Linked DNA regions of Mus musculus: region 1 is linked to region 2. A link is a contact called in public Micro-C data. All regions are on one chromosome and are shown on one strand. The core of a region is the stretch at or near the end of the contact, and the rest is flanking DNA. Distances in the headings are between cores, read along the strand shown. Region 1 overlaps Itga1 (integrin alpha 1). Region 2 overlaps Arl15 (ADP-ribosylation factor-like 15).

Evidence for each region. A called contact is a pair of places that touch in the nucleus more often than the background predicts.
Region 1: a contact with region 2 is called in a Micro-C map of granulosa cells, with 2.8 times the contacts expected there. The contact joins two enhancer-like sites. A contact is called at or near these places in 3 of 15 datasets of contacts at CTCF or cohesin (embryonic stem cells, large pre-B cells and pro-B cells), 79 of 484 Hi-C or Micro-C datasets (3T3-L1-derived adipocytes, the AtT-20 cell line, B cells and 54 more), 4 of 115 datasets of contacts at active chromatin or transcription factors (astrocytes, bone marrow-derived dendritic cells, fibro-adipogenic progenitors and 1 more) and 1 of 9 other capture datasets (embryonic stem cells).

Annotation. Positions count from the first base shown.
Region 1 is chr13:114,962,044-114,967,346 of GRCm38.p6, forward strand. It overlaps Itga1 (integrin alpha 1), which reads right to left. Exons shown (of 29, transcript NM_001033228.3): 27 at 4,473-4,565; 28 at 3,555-3,671. Among named protein-coding and RNA genes, the nearest start is that of Itga2, 33 kb to the left of the region's middle. Within about 2 kb of position 2,393, at least 146 of the 459 cell types and tissues checked have an H3K27ac peak or open chromatin away from gene starts, as enhancers often do. A contact at or near this core is called in granulosa cells, where this site is marked.
Region 2 is chr13:113,873,321-113,878,481 of GRCm38.p6, forward strand. All of the region lies in intron 1 of Arl15 (ADP-ribosylation factor-like 15), which reads left to right. Among named protein-coding and RNA genes, the nearest start is that of Arl15, 81 kb to the left of the region's middle. Within about 2 kb of position 2,266, at least 6 of the 459 cell types and tissues checked have an H3K27ac peak or open chromatin away from gene starts, as enhancers often do. A contact at or near this core is called in granulosa cells, where this site is marked.

The DNA.
Region 1 (5,303 bases), core at 1,143-3,642, 1.1 Mb after region 2:
AATGACTGAGCACTAGAGGGCTTAAAGGAGCAAATGATGAAAAATATGCATTTCCATGTTAGGACGTTAGCCAGGGCTGTGGTCCGCCAGGACGTAGTTGCTAGAAGACGAGGTAAGGGGTGGTATGAACAAGTGATGGTGAAAGCTGCTGTGACTTTGTGTTTTCCTGAACACCAGTCATTTCCTGGGTGGCAACCACAGAAGCTCCGCACCTGCCCTGAGGTGAGAGTAAATCAGAGGCTTCTCCAGAGGGGAGCCAAGTATTTAAGATCCACCTTCTTCCGGTTCTCCCCAGCCGTTTGTCAATTGGCTCGCCTTCCTCTCAAAACCCGCCCCTTCCCAGCCAGCTGTCTTCTTTTTAAAAAATGTTTCTAAAAGTCTATCTTCCAGATGAAACTACCTTGATCGTAACTTTTCCACTCAAATTCTCCAAACATTAATTTTACTAAGGGAAGCAAACTTAAACAAAGACGATCTTAGCCAAGAATTGAAAAACGAAAAGTAAGTTTGTGACCCCCCTAGACCTTCTATAGGGTGTTGCTTTCCTGTTTTGATTTCTGAATTATAAATTCTCCTTTATAGAATTAACCTAGTTCAATACCCTGTGGCAAGAAGTAGGTGGTCAATGCATAATGTGGAATAAGTGTTGAATAAACAAATGAATACCGATTAATAAAAGATTAAAACGTAATGCTACACCAGTCCTCCTTATCCACAGGTCTGGGTGCCTGAAACATGGCAGTAATGAGTGACAGACACGAAGTTTTGTTTTATCCTATTTGTACATTTTGATGATGAAAGTGATATAAATTAGTAAGAAATTAACAATAATGACTAATAAAATAAGATTCTCATAACACTGTGTTATGATAAAAGTTAGGCAAGTGAATTTTTAAAAATTTCCCAGAGTATCTTATTATATATACTGCATTATATTTTGATGAGCAGTTGATGGATCCTGGAGTTTTCCAGAGAGAAACCAACTATGGGGAACTACCATATTCCCATCAATAAGTTATGCTGGGTGGGCGACAAAGCTGTAAGATGAAGACTCATCAGCAATGGGACTTGGACATCGTGTGAATCAAATAATAAAAGGCATGTCCTTGCTTCTCATGGTTTTTCTTCCAACTGTAGTATTTTGTTTTATATGTTCTCTGAATTTTTTTTCTAAGTCAAGTATTTTACATGTTTCAAAGGAATCATGATCCTATACCCTGTACTGTTCAGCCAAAGAATTTATTTTTAAAAAATGCAGAGGTTTTAGAAACAATGCTAGTTGTATCTAGTTGTTCGCTCCTTGATAATCTTGGGGTTGGGGTGGGGTGGGGTGGGCATGGTTCACTAAGTCTCCTTACCTTTGTTTTAACATTTACAGGTGTAAAATGCAGTTACAATGTATTGCTATAAAAGTTGTAAGGACCACAGAATGGAATCAGTTAATATCTACTCAAACTCTTATTCAGAATATTACTGTCTTTGCGGCCCTGAAAAACATGCAAACCTTGTCTGTAACTTCATTCCTCGTTTAGAGACTGAGGTGTTCAGCGAATATCTTGTGTCTGTATGGATGTGGCACCTGTCAATTAAAAGAAAACCCTATGGCCTATTGGAAAGGGTAGACTAGAAGGTGGGACATCCGGGAGGCAGAAAGAATTCTGGGATTTAATGTTAGGCAGATTTGCCCTGGGAAGATGTGAAGAGCTGGATGCATGGTATCTGAGCACAGGAAATCAGCCATGGGGCAAAGTCTAAGTTAAAATAAATGGGTTAAGTTATGATCTAGTCAGATATTATAAATATATTTTGAGAGTGGGTCTTATTTCTGGGAGGAAGAAGCAGACCCAACTTCTACACTAAGGGTCATAATAGCAAGGATGCTTGGAAGCAGGGTGCTTAACAGAGTTCCTGGGACATGGTAAGCACTTACTAAGAGCTAGCTCCTTCTGTCTGTCATAGAGTCAGAGTTGCGATTGTGCAGCCTTTCCGGAAGGCGTTTGAACTAACTAAACATACATGGCAAGACAGCCCAGAGTTTGTTAGCTGACCGTTTGTGGGTGGCAAAGACAATCGTAGAAGCTGTAAGTAGGTATCAACACAACACTTTCTGGAAATGTTTTTATTTTTCTATCTGGGCTTTTTCAAACTAAGGAATTAGAAACAGGTGGGTGAAAATTCCCTTTTGTTTGTTTGGTTTAAATAGAGGTATGAAGTCAGTGGAACTCATCCTAATATCAGCCTGACTGTCCTTGAGCCCTAACGTCATGCCATATGAGCTCAGTCAGCGCTCACACTAATTAGAAGGACATCATCACACTAACTAGGAGGCATCCTCAGGCACAGGGTGAATCAGAGGTGCTTCTAAGCCAGGAAACCAGTCTGTGCCAAGCACAATGTAGAAACCAGGCCTTGGGTACCACAGTGTGGCCAAGCCAGGTACTGCAGAGAACATTGGCCCCTAGGAACTTCAGAGGATGCTGCTGAGTGTGAACTGTGTCTTGGAGCTTTGATAGGGAAGGATCATAGAGTCTGTTTATGGAATCCAAAGCTGCTTGGGCATATTCTCCCTGGAGGAAATCTCCCAAAGAGGAAGTTTGTCATCACAGAAAACTCAGGAAGGGTGATAATAGTTGTAGCTCAGCAAGAAAAAAAATTTCGCTAGATAAAAATAATTCTACTGTTCATACAATAGAAAAATGAGTATGTAGTTACAGTTTTTAATTTTTGCATGCTTTATTTAAAGAGGCAGTAGGTAAAATGTTAATGCAAGAAAGAATTATAATTCCATATTTAATTGAAAAAATATTGAATTCAACTTTTCTCTGTTATTTTGTTTTCTGATAAATTCATCATAAAAGCTATCATCATGGCTTGTTTGAAAATAATATGTTCTTACATTTCTCACCCTAGACCATCTCAGTAAATATCTAAATTAACTTGAAAGAAAACAAATTACCACCTTGGTGTTCCCAAAGGATTTTGGTATAGGGGGTCTCTGAACCTTATGCTCTTCATTATACTATTTTACTATTGTATTGCATGTTCCTTATACAGCCACACAAAAGAAAATATGTTGTCTTTTCTGTTTATACACCAAAGAAGCATTTTATCTTTAAGACACACAGAGTGGCTAAAACAAGGTTCATCTCAATTATGAGTCTATTCCTCGTATGTCCTTCATTGATATAGGACTTCAGACTACTTTTGCCATAAAACTAGGTTTTTGTTTTCCTTTCTTTAAAAAGTAAGAGATAGACTTATTACAATTTTAGGTAAATGTTAAGTTAAATGGTCCTTAGTAATCTTCCCCTGTAAAAAGGATGCCCAGGGATTTTGGATATATGTATCCCCAATCGAGGCACATGGTTTTTCCTTTGTGAAAATGAGACTCTGTAAAAATGAGACTCAATGTATGAAAGTCATTTAAAAAAATCTCTCTTCTCACATGAAAGCTTGCACTTTATTATGTACGAGAGCATCAATAACTCCTAACTTATTTTGCTCATTGTCTCTTGGTGGTTGGAGTAAGCATGGGCAGTATCCATGGCGCTTACCTTCCACAGAGCTAATATAAGCAGCATTAACAGCAGGAGTCCCGCAAAGGCGCTCAGGAGGATAACCCACAGCGGCACTCGGCCTGGGAGCCCGTCTTTGGATATCTGAATAGCCAGCTGAAAATTATTAAACACGGTTGTTAACGCTGATAAACACCCATCAGAACTCCTGGAACACCGAGTCCGGGTGGGCTTTATTTTTCTACCAAACAGTGTAATTAATCTCATTACTGTATACAGAGAAAACATTTGGTTTACGTTTGAGAATGCCTTTCATTTACTCACAATGTCCCATAATATCAAATTTATTATGACGAAAATGTAGAGCAGTTCGAAACAGAGTTTTACAACTTAAATGGTACGGCTCACTCAGATGGGATTTCTAAATGTTCCCAGGACAGGATGAGAAAATCATGCTTTTGTCTAAAATAAGTCCTTCGGCTTAATTTTCTAAAAAGTCAAGGATAAAATACGTGTACTTTTACCAAGGACTCAGCTTGAATGACTTCATCTTTGTTTTGGATTTTCCAATGACTAAGTGAAGGAGTTTTAAAACAAATTGTGTGTGTGTGTGTGTGAGAACATACATACATATACAGTTCTAAATATATACACATATATTTAAATACACACACACACACACACAGGCATTTTCTGCAAATAGATTTTACAATGTCTTCTGAGGAGGAGACGATAAAGTCAAACATGGCTGGTGAGTTGTAAACATGACGGCTTTCCTAGCTTCTAAGGAATAAGACCAAGCCTGAAAATCACATTAGAAGCCGATGGAAATCAAATCCATGTCTGACATGAGCGTCCGTTCAATCGCTGCTTACACCCCTGTATACGATCATAAAACACCCTGGCCAAGTCTGCATTTAAATGCCGTAACGTTTCCAGACGCGCAGCCGCACTTACCTCTCGTTTCCGGTTGCTGCTGCTTAAAGTCAGCGATGAGTTTTCACTCTGAAGTTCTCCCCGTATGGTAAGATTTAAGCTGGAAAAATGTGCCTGAAAGGCAGGTGGGGTTCGTATTAATGCTCCGCGTTAACCAAGATGACGGTAGTCATGTCTGTGCGGCACAGTCACCACACCTTCTGCAGTCCCCCATGTAAGGTCGGGCAAGATCAACCCAGCTGAAATTCCAGTACGGACTGGGAGAGGCTCCCGAGGTCTCACCTCTAGCTAAGGAACTTAAGGGGTTGGGAAAGTCGCTTTTCTTTCTTTCTTTTTTAAAAAAATATATTTTAACATAAAAATATAGTTCCATCATTCCCTTGTGCTCCCCTCTTTCCAGCCCTTCCCATAAACCCCCATTCCCTTTCAAATTCATTATCTCTTATTCTTGATTGTTGTTATAGATGAAGAGATATAAAACACAGTCTGGTAAGTCTATTTAGTATGGCTATGCATGTGGCCAGTGGTGCCCCCCGCGCGCCCCTCCCCTCAACTAAGTAGATGACCTTACATCATGAATATGGCGTGCCACAATTGTATTTGGTGGATTAATAAATACAAATAAATAACAAGTTATAAAATGAAGACAGGATGTCTGGTGTAGCTCTTGTAGGGGCTGGAAGGGGAGTGAGGTGTAGATAGCATCAAGATCTATTGTGTACATGTGTGTAAGGTTTGAAAAAGAAAATAGAAGAAAACTGAGATTGTTCTGTGAGATTAATACACTTGTGACTGCGGATACCTCTTTCACTTCCCGCTGCCCCCATCAAACCGTCCCTTAGATCCTCTTTA
Region 2 (5,161 bases), core at 1,016-3,515:
CCCAGGAGGGAATTCATCCCCGATGCTGGGAACAGGGTTGCTTGTTTTGTTGCTTTCTTTCAATGGTGAGAGGATGATGTGCTGTTGACTTGTTACCACGTGGAGTCATAAAAGCTGCCTGGTGATAAGATGTGGGAAGGCCAGTTTACTCTCGAGTGACCTGTCTGAGCTCTCCTGAATTCCATCCAGTCTCAAGCTAAGGAACAAGGCCTTGGGAGAGACTTCCTCACCCTTCCCTGCACGTGCACCTGCGTTTCTTCTTTCTTACACTGAGGGGGTCGGTGGCTGAGAGTGAAGGAATATGTGTCCCCACTCCTCTCTTAGCTGTCCCCTCCCTTCAGCTGCACAGATGCTCCAACCCCTTAAAAGGGACCGACTTCCCACGCTTGATGAACAAAGCAGCGGTTCTGGTTTGTTGCGGGCCCCGCCCTGCCAGAGTTCACCGGGACTGGACTGTCCTGCAAAGGAGAGATTCGTATGGTGGCCCAGATCCCTTTTGCTATTTTTACCTTCTGTTTTGGGTTTTGTTTTCCGTGTTCTGGGAATCAGCCAAGCAAACCTGGAGGTTGCAGGACACATTCGGAAACATAAGGTTACATTGTTGCCTCACTTGATCTTGAAATCTTTAGCTAAAGATGATTCCTCTAACTGGAATATCCCAAGGGACTGGTTTAAAGTTTGCCCCCTCCTTGGCTTTTTTTGTTCACTGGACGGCTCTTGTAGCTGAGGGGCATCCATCCATCCCCCAGGAGTGGGAGAGGGCCTGGGGTTCGGGAAGCCCTTTCTTACCCTTCTAGGATTCATCCTTCATTTCACGCTGGCTCACTTTTGTTCTTACCTCTAGACTCCCTTCTGTTTTCCTTCTCCCCTTTCCCTCTTTTCTTGCTCTTTCTCTCTTCTGACTCTGCTCCTTACGTTTCTGGCCAAATATGTTTCTGGGAGCCCATGATTTGTTGCATGTTTGGGGGCTGTCCTGTTCTCAGCTTGATGGAAATTTGGCATTCGTGTAAAATCGGTTCCCTTACATCTAGGTCTTTGTGTGAAATCCACACTTAGGAAGAGTAGGGCTTTAGATAGATAGATTTGTTCTTGTACCAGTTAGAGTCTCATTAACTGATCTCTCTCTCTCTCTCTCTCTCTCTCTCTCTCTCTCTCTCTCTCCCCGTGTGTGTGTGTGTGTGTGTGTGTGTGTGTGTGTGTGTGTGTGTGTGTGTGCGTGTGCCCGCACACCATCACCTCAAGTGCTTTCCCTGTTGTAAAATAAAAGACAGGTCCCGGAAGAGCACTCTCTTTCAGCGTGGTTCATTTACAGTGAAGTCAGTCTCCTTGGCTCCTGTGTATCAAGGTGTGTTTCCCCTTCTCTCTGGGCCTTGGACACAATCCCGGGAAAAGCCCAGGAAATCATTTCTGTGACCCTGTCTCCCGCCTTCCATGAAACGTACCACAACCCTTGTACTATGAGCCTAAATGGAGAATATCAAAAGTGAACACAAAAACCCCACATACACCCACCCGACCTGTGATACAGACTAAAGGTAAAAAAGTGGGGATTCTTTTCTCCATTATGGTGAAGCCATCTGGGGAAAGAACGTAGGTTTTCAGTAGAAACAAAGTCTCAGATGGGAGAAGGGCCAGTGGCACCTCCCCGACCCGCGCCTTAAATTCTAGATTTTTGTTTAGGATTAAAGAGGAAGAAAAGACACATCGACCAACCCCACTTTGAATTTATAAACCTGGCCTTCCAGTTTACTGCTTGCCACCAGTTCCCAGAGGCTCCACCAAGAGTAATAAATGATATGTGTTGTGTCATCTGGGGGTTCTTGATGGTTTCAGAGAGAGAGAGAGAGAGAGACAGAGAGATTATATGGGGCTTGCTATTTAATTGAATTAGAAAATAGGTCTGTAAGTAAACAGAACCAGGACATAGTGTCCTGACTGTGCTCCGCGGTCTCTTGGAGTGCCCAGGGCGCTGAGAGAGTGGCATGATGGGAAGGTGCTGCTATTCCAGCGGAAAATGCTTGCGTCCTGGGATCCCCTACGGGGGTTTCCAGGTAAGGAGACGCGTCAAACTCGCGCCAGGAAGCCATCTACAGGGAGAACCCGGCTGACTAAAGTTCAGTAGCAGATTCCACACAGGGCTCTAGAAACTGTCTGGCTCCTTTAGAGTCTTCTGCAAAGGAAAAGAAAATGGAGTTTGTGGGAGGGTGGGAGTAAACTGTGTTTATCAGCTGGGTCAGCTTCTAAGCTTCTTTGACCTTGATGGCAAACACGTTTTCCCTGTCTGCCAGTGCCCTGTGTGGACATAGGGTAACCGGTAACTTTTCAGTGCCGTATAATCTGTAAACATGTATAAATCAGGGCACCGCGGTGGTCAGCCACTGCCCATACAGTTGAAGTTCTCATGCGGTTATAGGTGCATCATAAAATGAGGAGATTGGTTTTAAAATCTATCCCAGAAATGTCTTTATTTTCTGTGCTTAAGACCAGAGAGTCTGGTAAGTCTTGGCTTCAGTTAACACTGCTGCCTTTAATCTAAGATGTCAGTGACTTATTCTCACTGTGGCTACAGAAGGACAGATTTTTTTTTTTTCCCTTTTTGGTTTAGTTCCTGATTTTTTCAGACTGGTTACCCAATCGCTTTAAAGGACGTTTAGTATGAACAATGAGCCTTTGGACCACAAAGTTCCTTATGTGCTTACAATAAAACTACATTATGGAATGTTATCAGTGACTATTGCTTCTTTCTCTCTTTTTTTTCTTTCTTTTCTTTTCTCACAGAGAAACCACTATGATATACATTTCGTGGATTCAAAACCCAGACTTTAAAAAAAAAAAAAAAAAGGTCCCCAAAGAACTTGTATTTAATTAATATATAATTTATTTAATTAGTTCCCTGCCTCTTTTGTGGTGATTGTCTTGATTTCTGGTTCCAGTTTTTACAACAGGGAGAGTTTCAGGCATTTTTCTGGTTCACCTCACGTTGTCCACAAGGCGCCCCACCCTACCCTTCCCACCCCCGATCCTCTGGTTGGTGAACTTGAGACTTGGTGCAGTTTTACTCTCTTTCACGCCCGTCCTCTCTCTGTGGCGGCTTTGCAAAAACAGTTTTGTGCAAGCAGACATGACTTAACTCTACTCCGCACATAGAGAACTATTCAACTTCACTTTTATGTGTTTTGAATACTGCCTCATGCAAGACTGTGACAGCAATAAAGTATGCATGGGCAACCTTGTTTTAATAGCAAAAGGGAGCTGCTTTTAATTAATAAGTGGATCTCTTTATGTCTGGGATTTTCAGTTTATTTTGTGGTTCTTTAGAGTTCTTCAATTATGCGGCCTAAAAGGACTATGTTAGTGGAGACTAAACCCCTTTTAAAAATTCTGTCACCTAAATGTTTTCTGTCTGTAATCTCTGGGTTTTTTTTTTTTTTTTCTTCAGATTACTGTTTTTTCTTTCTTTTTTTTTCCTTTCTTTCTTCCTTTCTTCCTTTCTTTCTTTCTTTCTTTCTTTCTTTCTTTCTTTCTTTCTTTCTTTCTTTCTTTTTTTAAATGCAAAAACCAACAGGACCCCTCTGTAGCAGTTTTTGTCCAAAGCGTTAGCAGGTATAGCCCACAATTGCAACTTGTATACTGTAAGCCACAGTGGAACTCAGTACCACGTTCTCCAATGGATGATCTGCGTGCAGATCTGTACTCTTCACTTGGGACATCACAGAAGCTCCATTTAAACCAAAGGGTCCGGTTGTATTTCCTTCTCCTGACATCTGCTTGTAAGCGACTTAGAAATAATCAGTTGAACTCCTATAGGAGAACCATCTCCTGGAGGCTACAAGAGTCCTGGTGGCAACCATTGTGACAACCACCTTATCTATAGATTTTTTAATCAGCTCAGTCAAAACCTAGAATACCATTTTGTCTTATGACTTCCCCCACCAGATCGCTTTCATGAATGTCCATACGGGTGAGTGTATCCACGGGTGCTTGTTGCGGACTTATGCCTGTTTGTTCTCTTTGAAGCAAGATCTGCCTGAGAAACACACTTTGGGGATTGAAAGGAACTGTCTAGGCACGATCATTTCATAAATACAGGAGATAGTAACCTTGATGGGTTTTTCACAGAAGATCTCACATGTCAAAGCCAGAAAACAAAGCCACACTTTAGAATGGTGCTTAGAAAAAATGAAAAAAAAAAAATCTTTCTCTCTAAAAGTGAGACCTGGGTTTTTCTGATTTCTTTCTGGCATCTTGGCGCCGCTGACCTGGCAGTGTGTCACATCAGTCAGTAGATGGCAGTACTGTTCCACGGCAGCACTTTTTCAGATCCTTGGACGCACTGTCTAACATTTCATTACAGTCTAATTTTGAAAATGCCTGATTAGCTACATTAAGCAATGTTTGGGTGATTTTTTCCCCCCTTTTAAACTTACAGAATTACAACCACAGCCTGAAAGGAAGCCATTATTGGTAGACAACATGATTATCAGTTGCAATTTAGCCCGTGTAATAGGGGTGCAGTGCATAGATGTTTAATTATATTTGTAAAGGCAGTCAGTATAAATATATAAAATGGTTAACAAGAATGGTTATGATTTCCCAGTTATTTTAGATCAGTATTTTTATCTGACCTCTCCCTCGAGCACCACCGAATCATTACGGAGAATCACGCCAATGGAATAGTTCTTAGTTCTGCTGAGAAGTCTTGGCGTATAATTAACTCACTGACTAAGCTAGCTCACATCTGTACAGTGGATTTCTTTGGAAGTTAGGACAAGGGCCGTCCTTGGAAAAGGTGGATTATGTTCTTGTGTTGGGTCTCTGCAGGTCTCTCAGGCATTGTATAGTTCAGAAAAACAGGCTGTTCTTTCGGGTTTTTTTTTTTTTTTTTTGGGTTGTTGTTGTGTTTTGTGTGTGTGTGTGTGTGTGTGTGTGTGTGTGTGTGTGAGATCTAGATTATGTTAACCAGCCAGCTCTGTGGTTTAGGATGAATGTAAAATAAAAACATTGTCACTCGCACTGGAAACTTGTGCCGTTGGTTGGCAGTTGAGGCACTCCAAGACGTTTTCTTATTTAACATACTTGACTATGGGGAAACTCCATGTTGGATGGGGTGTTAAAATTGGTAGATCCTCCCTCCCCCCGTTAAGAAACAAAAGCATTATGT